Linked DNA regions of Danio rerio: region 1 is linked to region 2. A link is a contact called in public Hi-C data. All regions are on one chromosome and are shown on one strand. The core of a region is the stretch at or near the end of the contact, and the rest is flanking DNA. Distances in the headings are between cores, read along the strand shown. Region 1 holds the start of mrps14 (mitochondrial ribosomal protein S14). Region 2 overlaps tnn (tenascin N).

The links. A called contact is a pair of places that touch in the nucleus more often than the background predicts.
Region 1: a contact with region 2 is called in a Hi-C map of fibroblasts, with 7 times the contacts expected there. The contact joins the promoter of mrps14 here to the enhancer-like site in region 2. A contact is called at or near these places in 4 of 18 Hi-C or Micro-C datasets (caudal fin, fibroblasts, hematopoietic stem cells and 1 more) and 1 of 4 datasets of contacts at active chromatin or transcription factors (caudal fin).

Annotation. Positions count from the first base shown.
Region 1 is chr2:38,565,850-38,570,012 of GRCz12tu, forward strand. It overlaps mrps14 (mitochondrial ribosomal protein S14), which reads left to right and starts at 1,260. Exons shown (of 3, transcript NM_001045358.1): 1 at 1,260-1,341; 2 at 3,160-3,324; 3 at 3,541-4,002. The coding sequence starts at 1,273. The coding sequence ends at 3,723.
Region 2 is chr2:38,498,203-38,502,347 of GRCz12tu, forward strand. tnn (tenascin N) reads right to left here. Exons shown (of 15, transcript NM_131036.2): 8 at 1,823-2,086. Among named protein-coding and RNA genes, the nearest start is that of kiaa0040, 36 kb to the left of the region's middle. Within about 2 kb of position 1,904, at least 2 of the 62 cell types and tissues checked have an H3K27ac peak or open chromatin away from gene starts, as enhancers often do.

The DNA of each region.
Region 1 (4,163 bases), core at 10-2,509, 67 kb after region 2:
TGAAAATATTCTAAATCTTCAAACTAAGGTGAAGTGTAGATTATAACAATTTTGTCTATAAACTTTAAACACCTAAGATTATTTTTATTATTAAAATTTGTTTCTATTAATTCAATCCCACGCAAAGAACTACAAATCCCCTAACCAGGTAGTTGGACCAATACAATTTCTTCATGTTGTTCCAACACAAAACGCTAAAATCAACTTAATGGTTCACAAATGTAACTGGACTGAACATAAAACAAAGAAATTAGCCAAAGAAATTACTAGAATTATGTAATTTCAGCTCATTTAAAACAGGTAGTTTGAAAACGCAGCAGAAATAATTTTTGAGTGCATAAGAGGACGTTTTCTGCAAATGACCTGCTATTTTAGTTTTTTTTATTATTATTATTAGATAAAATGACTGAAGATCAAATGTTAATTTACATTGTATTATTATTGTTTTACTCTCGGGAAAAAAGAGTATTTACAACCTGCAGGTATGGTTAGGCCTATATTAACATATTGTAAAAAGGTTAGTTTTAGTTTTAAAGTTAGTTTTGCCAAGCTCTTTTTTATTATGTTCATAAAAACAATCCTACCCATTGTTGTAGCCCATTATGGTCCAGTGAAATAGGCGTGTAAAGAAATAAAAGTAGTTTCAGGATTTTTAATTTATTAAAGTATAGTTGAGTAAAGGTCAATTCTGCCATCGTGTGGTTGTGTTCCGCAATTACATAATTTATTAACATTAACTTTTTTAATCATTATTAACTTTCTTAATTTTCATGCTCTCTGAATAATTTATGAATCTTTTTTCTCGTGAATCTGTTTTTGCTCAGTGCTATGCTTATGGATTGGTCTAGAACAAGGGTGTCCAAACTCGTTTCTGAAGGGAAGAGTTTAGCTCGCCTCAACACATCTGCAAGGGTGTTTCTAGAATGCCTAGTAAGAGCTTGATTAGCTAGCCCAGATGTGTAAACTATTTGGAACTAAACTTTGCAGGACCATCCAGGACCGAGTTTGGGCACCCCTGGTCCAGAAGATTCTAGATACGGAGCTACAGTTTCCTGGACAATAATCACAGTTTAAATGTTATTCATCATGACAAAAAAAAATGTGATTGACATGATATATAACGACAAAGTCTCAATATTTTCAACTAGTTTAGCACTGTTTATCATCGTTGACAAATGCTTGGATGAACGTTGATATAACCAGCAGATGGCAGTAATGATAAACTCTTTTCAGTCCTAACCCTACAATCTGCCACTGCCAGTGCAGATCAACATGGCGGCGTGGAAGCTCCTCAACACGGGCATGGGCTTTCTGCACTCGTCCTTGTCATTCAGTAGACAAGTAAGTAATCTTTGAAGATGCACATTTGTAAATTTAGACACGTGGTATTTGTGTTTCAATTATATTGTGGTTTAGAATGCGATATGGTTAGGAGGCATACATGTCTAACCGAATCATTCTGGTGACATTTGTACGTCATGTAATTTGTTTTAATTTAGTTGTCGTTTTGTAAGGGCTACCCATAAATACTTGTATTGAAATGTTATAGTTGTTTACACATTACATGAAACTAAACATGTATATAAACCCTGTTAAATATTGAGAACAGTTTAATGTATTAATTTTATGTCTAACCAATACAAATATGTAAGTCTGTAATAAATTCTGTAATATACTTTTATTATGGTGAACTGTGGTATTGTAGTATGATATACCTAGTTGTAGAAATTTTAATACAGTTGTTTTATCTTGTGTTAGTTGTATTATCACAGCATCTATAGAATTACCACCATGCATTAGTTCACATACTTTCCTGGTAGTGTTTAAAACATAGTGTTTACTATATGTTACTATAGTATTTATACTTACATAGAGTATATGTAAACAAAAAGATGGACAATTTGTAGAGCTGTACAATATTGGAAAAATCTGTCATTGCAATTTTTGTTATTCTGCAATATATATCGCGATACGATTTTCAGCAGATGACTTGAATTTCTCTATTTGGAAAGGATTAGTCATTTTAGATCGGTTGAGATGAGAAGTGCATCTGACTAAAATATAATTAACAACCTACAAGCAAAGATCAATGCAACTAAAAAATACAAGATACAATTGACATAAACAATGTTTTAGCATTTTCAGAGTCTAACAGTCTTCAGGCAACAGGCATACAATGTTTCTGCGAGGTCTTAAAATGTCTTACATTTCAAAAACCAAATTTTAGGCCTTAAAAATTCTCAAATGCCCTGAAATATTGTGTTGTAGGACTTAAATCATTTTAAAATGGTCTTAATATTTTTGTTATGTACAGCTATACCCAATTGTGTCAACATCCATCCAATCCTTAATATACTTCAATAAAAGTTTTAAGAAACGTTTGTTTATTAACTCTATTTACTTCTTAATATGGATTAATTATCTTCCTTTCAGTAACATTTGTTTTTAATGCTTTTTTAAGGTTTTACCTTGACCATTTAAAAAATCTTTAGCTTTTAGCCTTGTGTAAGTCTGAAATTTCATTTATTATGGTCTTAAAATAGTCTTTAAAAGGTCTTAAAAAGTCTTAAATTTGACTTGATGAAACCTGTAGAAACCCTGGGTACAGTAATTGAACAATAAATATAAAAATAATTCAATACAAGTAATCATTATTACGTTATAAACAGTACAGATTCTTAGCCATGAATCCTTTCATAGTCATACAATCACAGGCCTCAAAAACACATGAAAATTATTATATATAGACTCACTCAACATTGACTATTGTGAATAATCACATTGCGATATTGATGCTGAAACAATATATTGTGGAGCTCTAACATATTTACAATTTTTAAAATGTGTATAATTTGTTGTTGTGTGTGTGTGTGTGTTTACAATATTTTGTATAATAGTATACTATTTGTGTAATAATAAAATATTAAAACTGCATATGTAAAGACTGAATTGCTACATTCTAGAAGTATTAACTAATGTAATTTTACTATGGGGATTTGTATACATGTTATTAACTTTTGTTATCTACCTTGTGAAGTTAATTTATGCATGTGAACATTAAATATACCACCTTAAGTATTATGTACAGCAATTATAATCTTTTGACAATTTGTATTTCAAAAATCTGTCTATAAATATAAAATATCTGATGTCCTTCAGGCCTGCAGAAGTCCAGTTGCAGTGATGGAGCAGGTCAGGAGCTACTATGTCGACTGGAGGATGTTGAGGGATGTGAAAAGACGACAGATGGCTTTCGAATATGCAGATACACGACTGCGCATCAATGCCATTAGGAAGAATACTATTTTGCCAAAAGAGCTACAGGTACATTCAGAGTCTTGCAATTTCAGTTCAGTGGAGATTTATGGTTCATCATTATTGTTTTTCATGTACAGCTTTCAAATAACATGAACACGTTTTTATTTTGCAGTAATTGAAACCTATTTATAGAGTCATTATCGTTAACAGAAGAATGAAGTGTATTTAAAATAATAATAATAATAATAATGCTGTCCATGTTTGTTATGTTTTTGCTCTTAGGAAATAGCAGATAAAGAAATCGCTGCTCTTCCTCGAGACAGTTGTCCCGTGCGCATTCGCAACAGGTGTGTGCTGACCTCACGTCCACGTGCAGTGAAACGCAGATGGCGTCTTAGCCGAATAGTTTTTCGTGATTTAGCAGACCACAGCCAGATGTCTGGAGTACAGAGATCAATGTGGTGATCAGCCATGACATTGTGTTTGTTCTACATCATTGTCATTCAGTGTGTGAGCTTTTCAACCTATGAATGAACTTGAGCTTGGTATGCCCTTGAAAGAGGAGATATTCATATTACATGAAAAGACGGAGCAGGAAATTCATCAAGCATCTACTCAAATGATGTGTTATTTCTCTGCTGAATTGATTTGAAATTTATATTGATGATTTTTTTTTGTCTTAGAGATTGATGGCAAATGTAATATGTTATGTTATTGTTGATACAATAAAAAAGGTGTAATGTGTTTTGTTTTGTGAGTTTATTTAAAGTTCAAGAGTATTAGATTCTATTGTTACTGTTTCTGTATTTGTGTAATACAAAAATAATCTTTTACTAATTTGGCATAATAAAATAAAAATACAAAAAGTATATATAAAAAGTTACATTTCAGCTATATAAAGAGTT
Region 2 (4,145 bases), core at 654-3,153:
TTCCACATGCATCTGTGCTGCTTTGAAATTGTGTTCTTGCCAATTTGTCCAGTTTAGTGAATCAAAATAGTAAGGCTTGTTGCACAAAGCCAGTTTGAGTTTTTACCCAGGTATTGCCAAGTTCAGACTGCACGATTTTCTAGTAGTCCTGTCACACATGTTTTCACACTGCATGACTATCGAGGGTAGCGTTTGCTGCTTTGTTTACACCGCAAGATGGATCGGAGATGGGGTTTCACACTGCATGACTTTAGAATAGGAAGAATCACAGACAATTTTCTGTCTCGGTCCGCAAATTACATCTCACATCCAAACACACGCAAGAAGTGACATGGTGGTCACGTAATATATCTTTTGTTATTAACTACATAATGAGGATGAAGCCTTTAGTAGGGTAAAAAATGTACTTATTTTGCTCACATGACTATTGAAGGGAATTACATATTTCTCTTAAACCGGTTGTGTTTTTGCTCAGATGACATACGTCAAACAGACACGGTGCTCCTGCCAAATTTACACTAGTTTTTCCTCCATTTTTTGGGTTCAAATAGATTATTAAGAACCCTTTTAACTTTTCCCCATCCTCCCGCTGACCTGCAGATACCCACACTAGTGGATGCTGCTCTCTCATTTACTGTAGGTACTCGCAGATGTTATTTTCAACCAGAAAACATTTCTCACAACATAATATTGATTCGCGAGGTCCAGATATTTAGCATGCCAAATATCTTATGGGTGTCAGCGACTCATCAGCAATTCTGTCATATCGCATCTTTAAAAGTTTACATTGTGTGATTGTTACTCTCATGAACGAGCACCGATTTACGTATGATTTCAGGCATTTTTCTGCGATTTCTCAAAACCTGTCGGCTAGTCAAAATAAGGGCTAAAATCATTCAGCCTGAAAAGCATAAGTTTGCATTTAATTTGACGAAATGTATGTTTTCAGGCTCAAGAAAGTTGGTTAGTTTTGATTAGGTTTCGTAGCCAGCAAAACTTGTGCTACACGGTTAACCAGAGTTATGAACGTCTCCATAGCAATAACATATATTGTATATGTCAATAAAGCTACTCTTAGTTCTTGTACGTCTTTTTCACTATTGTCTATCACTAAAATCATTTTTAGTCCAAATTATTTTTTGTTATTGCTAATAATAATATGTTTATATTAAATTACTTATACTTAATATATTACATATTCAAATACATTCGAATTGTCTTTTCTTATTGTTAATGCCTTTAAATTAACATTCGCATTTCAAATTTTAACATATGCATTTGCTTTAAAATGGAAAGGTCTTAAAATGTCTGACTTTTAAGTTGTTTGTGATCTTATATATTTCAACAAACACTTATATTTTTTAAACAAATGAAATAATTAACTTGTATTGATATGATAATATATTCTTTCACTGCATCAACAGTGTATATTTTTACCTTGTGTATGTGTTTAAATTCATTATATTACTGTTAATGACATATCTTAATTTTCTACAGAGAAGTGAATTGTTGACTCTCTTGGGAGATCTAAATCAAACTGACTCTCTCATGTGTCGTGTGATTGGCTGTTTGCTGCATGTGTCACACTTTCATGTGCATGCCCTCCAGAGTTAACTACAAACTCTAGGTTAAACACTTTACATTGAGTGTTGAGTTTGTTCAACATGTTTTATGCAACATGCCTCTGGACCTTAATTTATAAACAATTCAAGTCTATATACAGTATAGTAAAAGCCTTATTTCTGTAAACAGAGATAAACTGTTCAAAACATAGAACTGTTTAAGTTTGCATGAGCTGACTGGGAAGATACTAATCAAAAACCTGTTTCCGCTTCTGTTGAACTCTTTTTGCTAGAGCGAGCGCCTTTGATGGCCCACACATAGACTGTGTAGAGAACACCAGGCTTGAGACCCGTGAACCTGTAGGAGGTGCTGTCAGCTCCTACTCGAACCTCCTGGCCGGAGCCGTCTAGAGAGCTGTATTTCAGCATGTAGCCATCAATGTCAGCCTGCACCTTGTTCCACGTCACCGAAGCTGAGTCCTCTGTCACTTCCCTGGTCATGAGGTTAGTAGGAGCATCTATGTCTAAAAAGCCAGTTGCACAACAGTGTTAATGCACAGCGTTGCATGCAGATATACACAAAGCTGTACTGGAGACGATGCATGACCATGTGAGGCAATGCATCATTGAACCATGAAGATAGACAATTTATCCTTTTCATGCTGATTTAATGAGCTATAAATCCAAGATGCAGATAGCAAACACTATTATTTCCCTTCACAGTTTGATTTAATTTCCCTCTTGGATCAGTAAAGATTTTTATCTTATCTGATGTTGGGTGCTTCTAAAAAAAGTTGAGTGGAAATTAACGAGTTTAATTATGTAAATCTGAAAACACTCGGTACTTATGAAAAGTTCAATTTTCTCAAATTAGCGTTAGGCTTGATTAATGGAGCCAGCAGGTTTTGTTAGAACACCACAATTCATCACTACAGCACAGAGACCGAGGACAACACTGCACTGCACGCTATATAAAAGAATCCTTTACACGTTTTTAAAAATAAATGCGTGTAAATATTTAAAAAGGGATGTATAAAAGCAAATAAGAATTTGTTAATGCCGATTGAACTAAATCAACACAAATGTGGCCAGGTGGAATCATGCTTTCTGTCATATGTGAGAGCACTGTGCATGCTGTGTGAATACAAAATATTCATAATATGTATGCTGTCTTTTGCACTTGAATAAGTAGCAACAAAGCAATGACAACTACAGTCATATACTGAGAGTTTACCAGATATTTGATTTGCATTTAAATTAAAGATTTAAGCACTAAAAGTGAAGACAAAGCTCCTTTTAAATGCAACATACTCTAAAATAGTTTTAATAATAATAATACATTTTTTACTAATATTTAGAGCTGCACAATATATCAATTTTGGCATCGATATCGCAATGTGCACATCCTCAATAGTCACATCACAAGACATGCAATGTTGAGTCTGAATTATAGTTGACCAGGAGCCTCAGAAAATGTGATTGATAGAGTCACTGCTAAGTTTAACAATAATAGAGGGACATTTTAAGCCCTGGGACTTCGCATTTCAAGAGAGTTTAAAATATTTGTACACAAAAATGTATGATGTTTGAAGGTATACTAAAGAATTTATAATTTATATCTTGTGATTCTAAATAACCACATTTCAAAGTAAAAACAAGATTACTTTACCTTACCCTATTGGCAGATGATAATTTTGCTTGTTTTAAGGAAAAACTCTTTTGATCTAAGGATCGTTTTCAAATTTAGGTTGAAAACGAAATAAAGCAAAGTAAGAAAAGCATATTTTATGTTGTGATTATGCAATTTTTTGTACTTGAATGCTGTTAGACTCCCCAGAAAACTGTCAAATAGAGCTATTCAAATCTTGTGTAACTGTATTCATATTGGGATATTTTATTTTTCTGCTATAAATGTTACAATTTCAGATTTTTCCAATATTGTGCAGCCCTAGTGTGGATTAACAGTTGCACATATAATGCAGCAAACTAATTTTGAGGGAAAAAATCTGCATTACAACATTGCATATTAACATCTGAAGCTAATTAAGTCAACTACAGTAGCAAATATTGAGATAGCAAATATTATACCAAATATTTAGTTTTCTTGATTTAAGTTTCTTGATTCCAATTCAGCCAACTATGAAAATTAATTTTGTACTCAGACTGGTGATTTCCTACTGCCATATGCCCTCATGGCATATTTAAAAAAAAAAAACAATGTCCAGCTCAAGCTTGATCACGTAATGGCAGTCAACAGTAAATCTGGATTGTAACTCAGGTGTCAGATGAACGTCTGGATTGATAGATGAATGTGATCTTTTGCTGTTTTGATAAAAACAGCATGTATATAAACTTCAGAGAAAAAAATGCATGGATTTTATTTTGGACCATGTTTCAATTAATGTTAATTTCACACAATCTTAATATTTTTCCAGGATTGATGTAAACTATTGGAATTTCAAGACAAATTATCGGGATTTACATTAATTAATTATTTCTTTTTTTTTTTGCTTAAACACCAGAATATGTGTCACATGCACTGCTCATTCCTGTTGTCCCAACACAAATGATTAAGTTAACCTA